Regions from separate parts of the Mus musculus genome. Here region 2 is linked to region 1. A link is a contact called in public Hi-C data. All regions are on one chromosome and are shown on one strand. The core of a region is the stretch at or near the end of the contact, and the rest is flanking DNA. Distances in the headings are between cores, read along the strand shown.

What was found. Hi-C and Micro-C count contacts between places; a contact is called where the count stands out from the background.
Region 2: a Hi-C map of pre-B cells shows a contact between it and region 1, with 3 times the contacts expected there. A contact is called at or near these places in 13 of 484 Hi-C or Micro-C datasets (3T3-L1-derived adipocytes, the CH12 cell line, DN2 thymocytes and 9 more) and 16 of 130 datasets of targeted methods (the 230-238 cell line, CD8 T cells, DN3 thymocytes and 10 more).

The regions. Positions count from the first base shown.
Region 1 is chr19:32,937,574-32,941,966 of GRCm38.p6, forward strand. Gm36774 (a long non-coding RNA gene) reads left to right here. Exons shown (of 5, transcript XR_001782638.2): 5 at 1,054-1,826. Among named protein-coding and RNA genes, the nearest start is that of Gm36774, 9.5 kb to the left of the region's middle.
Region 2 is chr19:33,222,996-33,226,986 of GRCm38.p6, forward strand. It overlaps the pseudogene Rnls. Among named protein-coding and RNA genes, the nearest start is that of Mir3970, 68 kb to the left of the region's middle.

The DNA.
Region 1 (4,393 bases), core at 1,033-3,532:
ATGCTAATGCAAAACCCCTTATAAAAAACCTTCTGAGCTATTTACTTGTCATTATTTACCTCTTTTAGGTCAGGGAACACTAACTCACTGAAACATGAACATGAGAAAAACGCTGGGATTTGGCCTCTGGCTGTTCTGCTCCTCCAGGGTTGTTTAAGTCATGAGTTTGGGTAGACCTCTGTGGGCGAGGGTCAGTTGTCAGTACATGTGGAATATATTAAGAAGTGCCCCCGCCAGTGATTTGTAAGATCCAGGCATCAACATGACTCAAAGAACAAATTAGACACGCAGCTTCCACAGCCCACTCCTAGTCTTTCTGGTGCATGGTGATATGATCCAGGCTCTTCATCAGCCCTTGAGAAAGTAACTGTACATACAGTGACAGTGCGATGCCACACGTACAGTCCTCTAGATAATTTTCCGCATCTCAGGATATGTTGGGCTGCTGTTTCAGGTATAGAATTCTGGCACATAAGCCTCTGGGGCTAGGTTCAGTGCTTCCTGGGACCCATGTCTGTTGTTTGTAGATTCTCACTTCCATAGTAAGAGAATGCATACAGCTGACTACTAGCCCAGCAACTTCATGGGCCAATTCTGGACTTATGGTCCTTTCCGTTACAATGTGTATGATGCTAAGAGAAACAAAGAATGCTGTAAAATAGTCTACTGCTTATTCCTGAGTTTACTGAGCACCGATTTGTGGCAGGAACACAAATTTCTTTGTTAGAGTCACAAAAAAACAATGGCCCTATCAGGACCCTCCAGCACTCAGGGGTCTCCAATTCCTTTAGCGTCACAGCCTGTTCCCCTTGCCTGACTGCATGCTTCTCTTCTAGACCCGTTGTCTACTCCCATTGCACACGTTTAGCTGCAGCTTTAGGCTTTACTCAAAGCCTCTGCTCTCTGTCAACCACACATGTAACTCTTACTCATTCTCCAAAGCCCACTCTGAATCTCGTTCCCTCAGTGGTTGCCTCCATGAACTCCCTTATCTAGAATGGCATCTCCAGTCCCATGGTCTGACAGAATCTAACATCACCCTTCCTTCCACAGGTCTGGCTTCACACATGGACTCATCTTTACTCATATCTGGTAGGAGAGTAGAAGCTGCAATCTCTTTGTGCATGAGCAACCTTTCCTGGATCAGTGTAGCTACCACCGCTCATCAAAGCAGCCTAGAAAATCACAATGGAACACAATTCGATCCCGGGGAGCCCAGGCCCTAATGGCTACATCTACATCACGGCTCTTAATCTATGGCTCAAGGAATATTGTGGAAGAGGAGCAGGAGAAATTTTAAGAGCCAGAACACTAGGAAAGTTTCCTCAGATCAGTATTTTCTAGAAATGGATGTATGAACCAGACGTGAAACATGGCACTACCAATGGTAACAAAATGCTCACAGCCAACCGTTGGACTGAGCGCGGGGACCCCAATGGAGGAGTTAGGTAAAGGACCGAAGGAGCTGAAGGAGTTTGCAACCCCATAGGAAGAATAACAATATCAACCAACCAGACCCCCACACCCCCCAGAGCTCTCAGGGACTTAACCATCAACCAAAGAGTACACATGGAGGGACCCATGGCTCCAGCTGCATATGTAGCAGAGGATGGTCTTGTTGGGCATCAATGGGAGGAGAGGCCCTTGGTTCTCTGAAGGCTCAACGCCCCAGTGTAGGGGAATGTGAGGGTGGTGAGGTGGGAATGTGTGGGTGCATGGGGGAGTTCCCTCTCAGAAGCAGGGGGAGGGGGGATGGGATAGGGGGTTTGTGGAAGGGAAACTGGGAAAGGGGATAACACTTGAAATGTAAATAAATAAATATCCAAAGGTGGAAGAGGGAAATTTCATGGGGTCGTAACCCTAGACAAAGGAGCAGTGACTGCTGAAAGAGGAAGACTTAGCTTTTCTCAGAGAGGAGCCACCTTATTTATTGTCCTAAGCAAAGTAATCAGCTTTGAAACCATATACACACAGATAAGAAACACAGATTTTATTTATATATATTCATGTAAACAGATACACATACACACATGTACACATACACACACACACTAATCAAAGAGATAGAGGCTATCAACTTGAGAGTGAGGGGTGGGCATGGGGACAGCTGGAAGGGGGTACGTGGGAGGAGTTGGAGGAGGTAAAGGGATGGGGAAGTGGTGTAATTCTGTTTCAATTAAAAAACAAATTAAAAGGATATAATCAGCCCGAGAGACATGGTAGACAGAGACAGGAAGCAGACATGCCTCTGACAGCTGTAGCTTTCAGTTCCTGTGCTAGGTCTCAGAGCCCAGACCCAGGCTTTATGCCTGGCTTACCCACTTGGACCAAGTGTGGCTTCTCAGAATAGCCTGAACCCACAGCGGCTCTTGTTATTCTCTGTTTGGCAATAGTTCCAAGAATTTCTGAGTTTGTCCTTCAGTGATTCTTCCCAGAGTCCTGTTTGCTGGAGAGAAGGGGGGCTGGTGGCCACAGCATGGGCTTACCGAGTGCCTCCCGTGTGCTGGACCATTGTGCCGAGGGCTGTCCTTGCATCTAGGGTAGCCCTTGATACCTACATATGGACTGAAATGTTGCAGTAGCTCCATTTAACGTGAAGAAATGTGGTATGTGTGTGTGAGAGAGAATTCTGTGTTCATGGTGGTATCCAGGACTGCCGCTTTTAATTTTGGATCTTTCTATGCAAGGGTTGGTTATAAAAATAAAGGGTGGGCCAGTGAGATGATTCTTTCAGTAAATGCTTGCTGCTCAACGGTAAGAATGTCATTTAGAATCCCAGAATCCATGTAACGCTGGGTTTGGGAGCATGGGTCTGTCATCCTAGTGTTGTTGTGCCGAAGTCAGAGGCAGGAGGATCCCCAGAAGCTCATGGGCCAGCTGTACTGCTATGTGCAGTGCTGGCCACTGAAGAGTCGCTGCCTTAATCAAGATAGAAAGGTGAGTTTGTTTTCTGACCCCTACACGCACGCACACCGTAACATGTATATGTCCAAGCTCACTGACAAACACACTTAAGTCTGAAGAGCAGTGAAGTCTGATATTCATATGACCCCTGGAGTTGGTGTCCACTTTGTGAAAAGTTTCCCATCCAAGGGAGGATGGTTTTAGAAACGCCATGATTCCAGCTGGAAAGATCTTCAGTCATAGTCAGATTTTAAAGATTATTAAATGATGGTTCTTCGGTCCTAATCGTATGCAGTCCTTAAAGGCCATCTCGGGGCAGCTGATCAGAGGGGATGCGGGAGACCCACTCGGGACAGCGTTTTTCTAGGAATGCTAGAGGGTGAGAGCCTTCCTGAGAAATTTCACAGTGGCAATAAATAATCCTGTCAGCTGTATTTCAAGGCAGACAGTGAAATCTTTTCTGGGAACATGATCTCTACTCTGTATTTGTCACATTTACTGACCCAAGTGGCCCAAAACGTCTGATGTTGACAATATTTGCCATTTCTACTCCCAGGTGGGTCTCCAGTGGTGTAGAGTAGCCTCTTACGGGGAATGGTCATGTGACCCAGAGAGATGGGATGTGTCCACGGCCAGAGGTCCAGGCTGTCCTGGTTTTTAAATGTGTCTGTTTGATGGGCCAACCTGTTGGGGACAGTGGCACCATAGTTTTCAAGTCTGCCCTCTTTTCTTTTCATAGAAACTGAGATTTCGAGAAGCACGAGAACTGAGATGAAATATGCCAACATTTTGGTGGCAAAAAGAAATGCAAGGAAAAAAACCAAAAAAAAACCAAAAAAAAAAAAAACAAAAAAAAACCCCAAAACCCCAGCTCTCTGGATATGCCCTAAAACTGTAACTTTTCTTTGGAGGCAATTATAATTTTTATGTCACTTCTCATTAAAATAATAGCAGGCACACTGGCAATGCAACTTTGTTAAAGGTGGATGATCCCCAATGAATGGTTCTGTGAAGCCCAAAGAGAATTCCCTGCCTCTAAATCCTCCGAGCCTTTTGCGATGCAGGTCCTGAAGGGTGCTTCATATTTAAAGCCTTTGTTAATAATGTGAAATATCAAGTCTCTTCTATTCCTTTTAAATCTTTTCATTTTAACATGGAATAAGCCTCCTCATACCTTCACAGTTAAGATTCTCAGAATTATGCTGGGAAAATGTAATTTTGCTTACATTTCCTTCAGAATCTGCTAATGTAAAATTGAACTTTACAAAAAAGATATCAGACCGTAGGAGAAATTGAGTTATTATTTCCGTTCCTCAGAAGATTAACACAGTGAAAGAACACTGTCCTTCCTGGATGCTCTGTTAAATATATAATCCTTTCATCTCATTTATCTTTTAGTCCAAAGACAATGTTGTGGATTATGTGATGTAAGTTCTGTTTCAATGAAGAATTAATTCTAATTAATTATTCATGCAAAAGGCATCTAGCT
Region 2 (3,991 bases), core at 921-3,420, 290 kb after region 1:
GCTTGCATGAAGTCAGACGGATCGCCTTTGTTGCACTTTCGTACACCTCATGACAGCGGCTCTTTTACGTTAAGGAGGAAACTCTGTGGTTAAACTGTAGCCTAGGTATTTTTAGAGCCGTTACCATGTTAACCAAATTTCATACATTTCACCTGCAGGATATGCAGTAACACCAAGGCCTTCCCTAAAAGCTAACCAAAAAAAAAAAATGTATTTAAGCAATTAATGCAATTAATACTGTCTTTAGGACTAAGACCATGTTATCTGAGAACAGAGTCGCTGGTGCTGACACCTTTTCTCTTCTATTTTTTTTCTTTTTGAATGGATGGATGGTAATGTCTTTAAGGGAGTACCTTTTTCTTTGATACAAGTGACTTGAAGGGCCAGAACCAAAAGCTTAAAGCTGGTTAGTTCTAAAGGTCAGAGCCTGAAGGCAGCGACTCCTTTGTGAATCATTAAGCTTTCCTAAGCTGCTTCTGACAGACTTCTGGCTTTGCGCCACCTGTCTTGGGTCATTTTACACTGCGAATCCTTATGCTGTTCCAGTTTTTAAGTCAGTAGCAAAGGTTATGAGAAAGACAGAACTTGTGTTGCTGTTGTTTTCCTTCTCAATCCGGCATCGCCCCTAAGCTTTCAGAGCACAGAGCCAGTTTGTGTTTAGGGCATCTTCACACGCCCTACTAGAGAGCATTTAAAGAAGACCCATGGGTCCACAGATGAGCCAGATGTGATGGAAGGGATACCCATTAGCAATAAAGTGAGAGTCCCCATCACTACTGACCAGTGATTTTCACCACTAATCCCAGCACTGAAAGTTCAAGATAGAACTAATATCTGAGGTGCTATCAGATATTATCTTCCATCATCAGTTAAACTGGATGAGTTTTGACATACTTAGAATTCGCTGTGTTAGCCCAATGAGGTTCAAGTGACAGGACACGTCACTGCCAAGTTCTATGCCAGTTTATCTTCTAGTCATCTGAATAAAAGTCACTCTGCACCAAAAAAATTCTCTTAAACACAACGAAATTCTGTTTTATGGAGCCAAGGGACATTAAGCTGCTAAAACACATGCTTTCAAAATCGAATGTGGAATAGCTGTCCTGTTTCTCAAGGGAAAAAATACACAGTTAAACCTTGCTTATTCATAATAACCCAAACTTCCGGAAGGCTTAAGCATTTGGAATTGCTCCAAACCCAAAAGAGGGGAGGAGGGAAAGGGAAGGGTTTGGAGAGCAAGGGGATGGGGGGGGGGGGGGGGATGGAGGGAGAGAAGGACAGAATGAACCAGCAGCAAGCAAGCCAGTTTTTAGAAGTAGACCTGAAACCCTAGCAACACTGAAAGAAGACCTGGAGCTTGCATCTGATTGGCTTACCAGCCAGCCGGAATGCTGAGCTCTGATTGGCTAGTGATGATGTCTCCAAATAATCAGCCTTTTGCAGGGAAGCAAATTTATCTGGCAGAAAGGACAGGAGGTAGAAGAAGCAGGCAAGAAGCAAAGGGAAGCGAACAGGGCAAAATGAATGACAGGTTATTTGTAACAAAGGTGGCAGCTGAGACGACAATGAGAACAAGAATCACTATTTATGTAGCTGCTTACAGTTTTTACAAACTAGGCTCCCTGAAATTACTGACACTGTCTTCAGAAGGACCTTCAAGGATTGCAGAAGTGAAATGACATTCCCCAGGTTACACAGCGAGTAAGAAAAAAGCTGAGGTCACCGGTCTCTAATCCAGGGCTGTTGACACCACAGAGTCTCTGGAGAGAATAATTTGGAGTTATCCTGAGGAATTGAGCTAATCCTCTGATCACAGAAAAGACCACCAGCAGCCACATCAGCTACAGTTTAGTGGGAGATGCAGAAAGGGCGTAGGGCTCACTGCCCTTTGCTACACAGAGGTTGAAATCATCGCTCAAGAAATATCTCCATGCACATTAGGAAGAACGGCTAGTGTGGTAGAAAGGAGGCTTGCATCTTGAGTGCTCAGTGCAATCATTTATTTACCCGGGATGGCTCACAGTGCCAACAACAGCATAATCATCTGTCCCCCAGTTGTTCAGCTATAAATGCGCAGATCATTTTTGTTTCAACTTTCTTCCCATATGCGATGCCTCTGTAAGGCCTGTAGCTGTCACTTCTAAAACCCTGAAGCCAGGTGCTTATGCCATATCGCTGGCCGCCATACTCTCCTCGGAGCCACTGTACTGTTCGACTGGGGTTTCAGTTCATTGCTCCAGCTGTGGTTTTGTGTTTATACCCTCGCTTCCCTAACTTCATCTTCTTCCCGCCCAGTCAATTCTCTGGAATATGTCAAATGCTTAAACATTACACTAAAAATGACATTCAAGGGTTCTAGCAGGGCCCAGCCTGAGTTCACTGTAAGTGCCTATGCCCAGGGCATATTGCTCGACACATGGTGGCCTCCTTTGTGGCTCTAGAGCAGAACCTCTCTCTCCAGTGCTGTTCTTGTCTTCATGTCATCAGACTTCAGGCTCACGTGGCTTTTCCTACAAGCTGATCTAAGTTCCCTGTTATTTTCTTATATGAATTCTTTTTATTGACTTCCTGTGATTTCTCAACTGAAAAGATTGTTTTTATTTGACTGCTTAGCCCTCCTTTTATATGTCTCTTTACTATGAAGCTCTATGAAGTTAAAACCTAGGATTTCACACACCACCCAGGAAAGTAGTGCATAGTGCTTAGTGGGTGCTTGATAGCTGTGTTGAATGAATGAATGAATGAATGAATGAGCAACCAGAGCTTTAGCATGTTTGGTGTTCCATGACACCTCTCTACCAACAACTAGGGACAGGGCTCCTGTAGGACAGTCTGTTGTTCTGTAATTCTTTTCAAAGTCATGATTGCTAATAAGCTACCATCATTTAGAAAGTTCTGTGAAATTCCTAACATAATTTCTGAAAGTGGGGGGAGGAAAATCTTGTTTAGACCTAGGCCTGGGGCATGGTAACAATGCATAGGTACCACCCACTGGTCATATAAGTTGTCAACTTTTTTTTTATTTGCCCAAATTGTGTCTCTGAGGGATAAACATATCCTTAGCAAAATGCATCAACCTATTGGGATTTTAAAGTCATAATTGAGCCAACGCCTTGGTCAAAGTATTGTTGCTTTAATTATGCCCATTTATTTCAACATTCCAATTTTGGAAATTTTTTAGCTGCCCCATTACATTTTCTTTTGCAAGTGAAAATTGTCACGATGCCCTCTGGTGGAATTAAAATTTTTCTTCCTTCTTTCCTTTCTTCCCTAGCTCTGTCCCTCGCGCCCTCTTTCCCTCCTTCCATCTTCCCTTATCTGTTTATCCTTTTATGTATTTAGAATGAAACACAGGAGCCATGGGATTTATATTACTTTGCAATGCTGACTGACTAGGTATTATATCAAAGGTCAGATTAAAGATGATGGTAACTACAACACTCATAGCTATATTTACAAACATGATCAGAACAGAGGAGCAAGAGTTGGCTGTGGCTCACCAAGAATAAGCAGGACTTGTGTCATTATATCCCCACTAGAGCTGATGCAGCTGACAGAATGGCAAGGCTTTCAAAACTGGTTCTGTGCACCAGGTCACGACTTCAGTACTTCTTTGTAGAGCCATGTCATTCTTCCTTTCCTTTCCTTTCCTTTCCTTTCCTTTCCTTTCCTTTCCTTCTTTCTTCTTTCCTTTCTTTCTTTTCTTTCTTGTTTTTTTTTTTTTTCTTTTAGGCAATCTGGATTACACACCAAACGAGATCCTGCTTAAAAAGAAATCAGACTTTTGGGCGATCCAACCCCTGGAAGATGTCAGGGCTGTTCTTTAAGCAACCATGGTCTTAAGACAGAGGGAAGTAACATTTATCGGAGTAGATTAGTTTCCATATTTGTTTATTTCAATGCAGTAAAAAAAAAATTGAAAAGAAGACAAATGAGTATTTAAATATCTATCAACATGTCCTCAAATTATTTAGTGATTGTTTTAAAATTT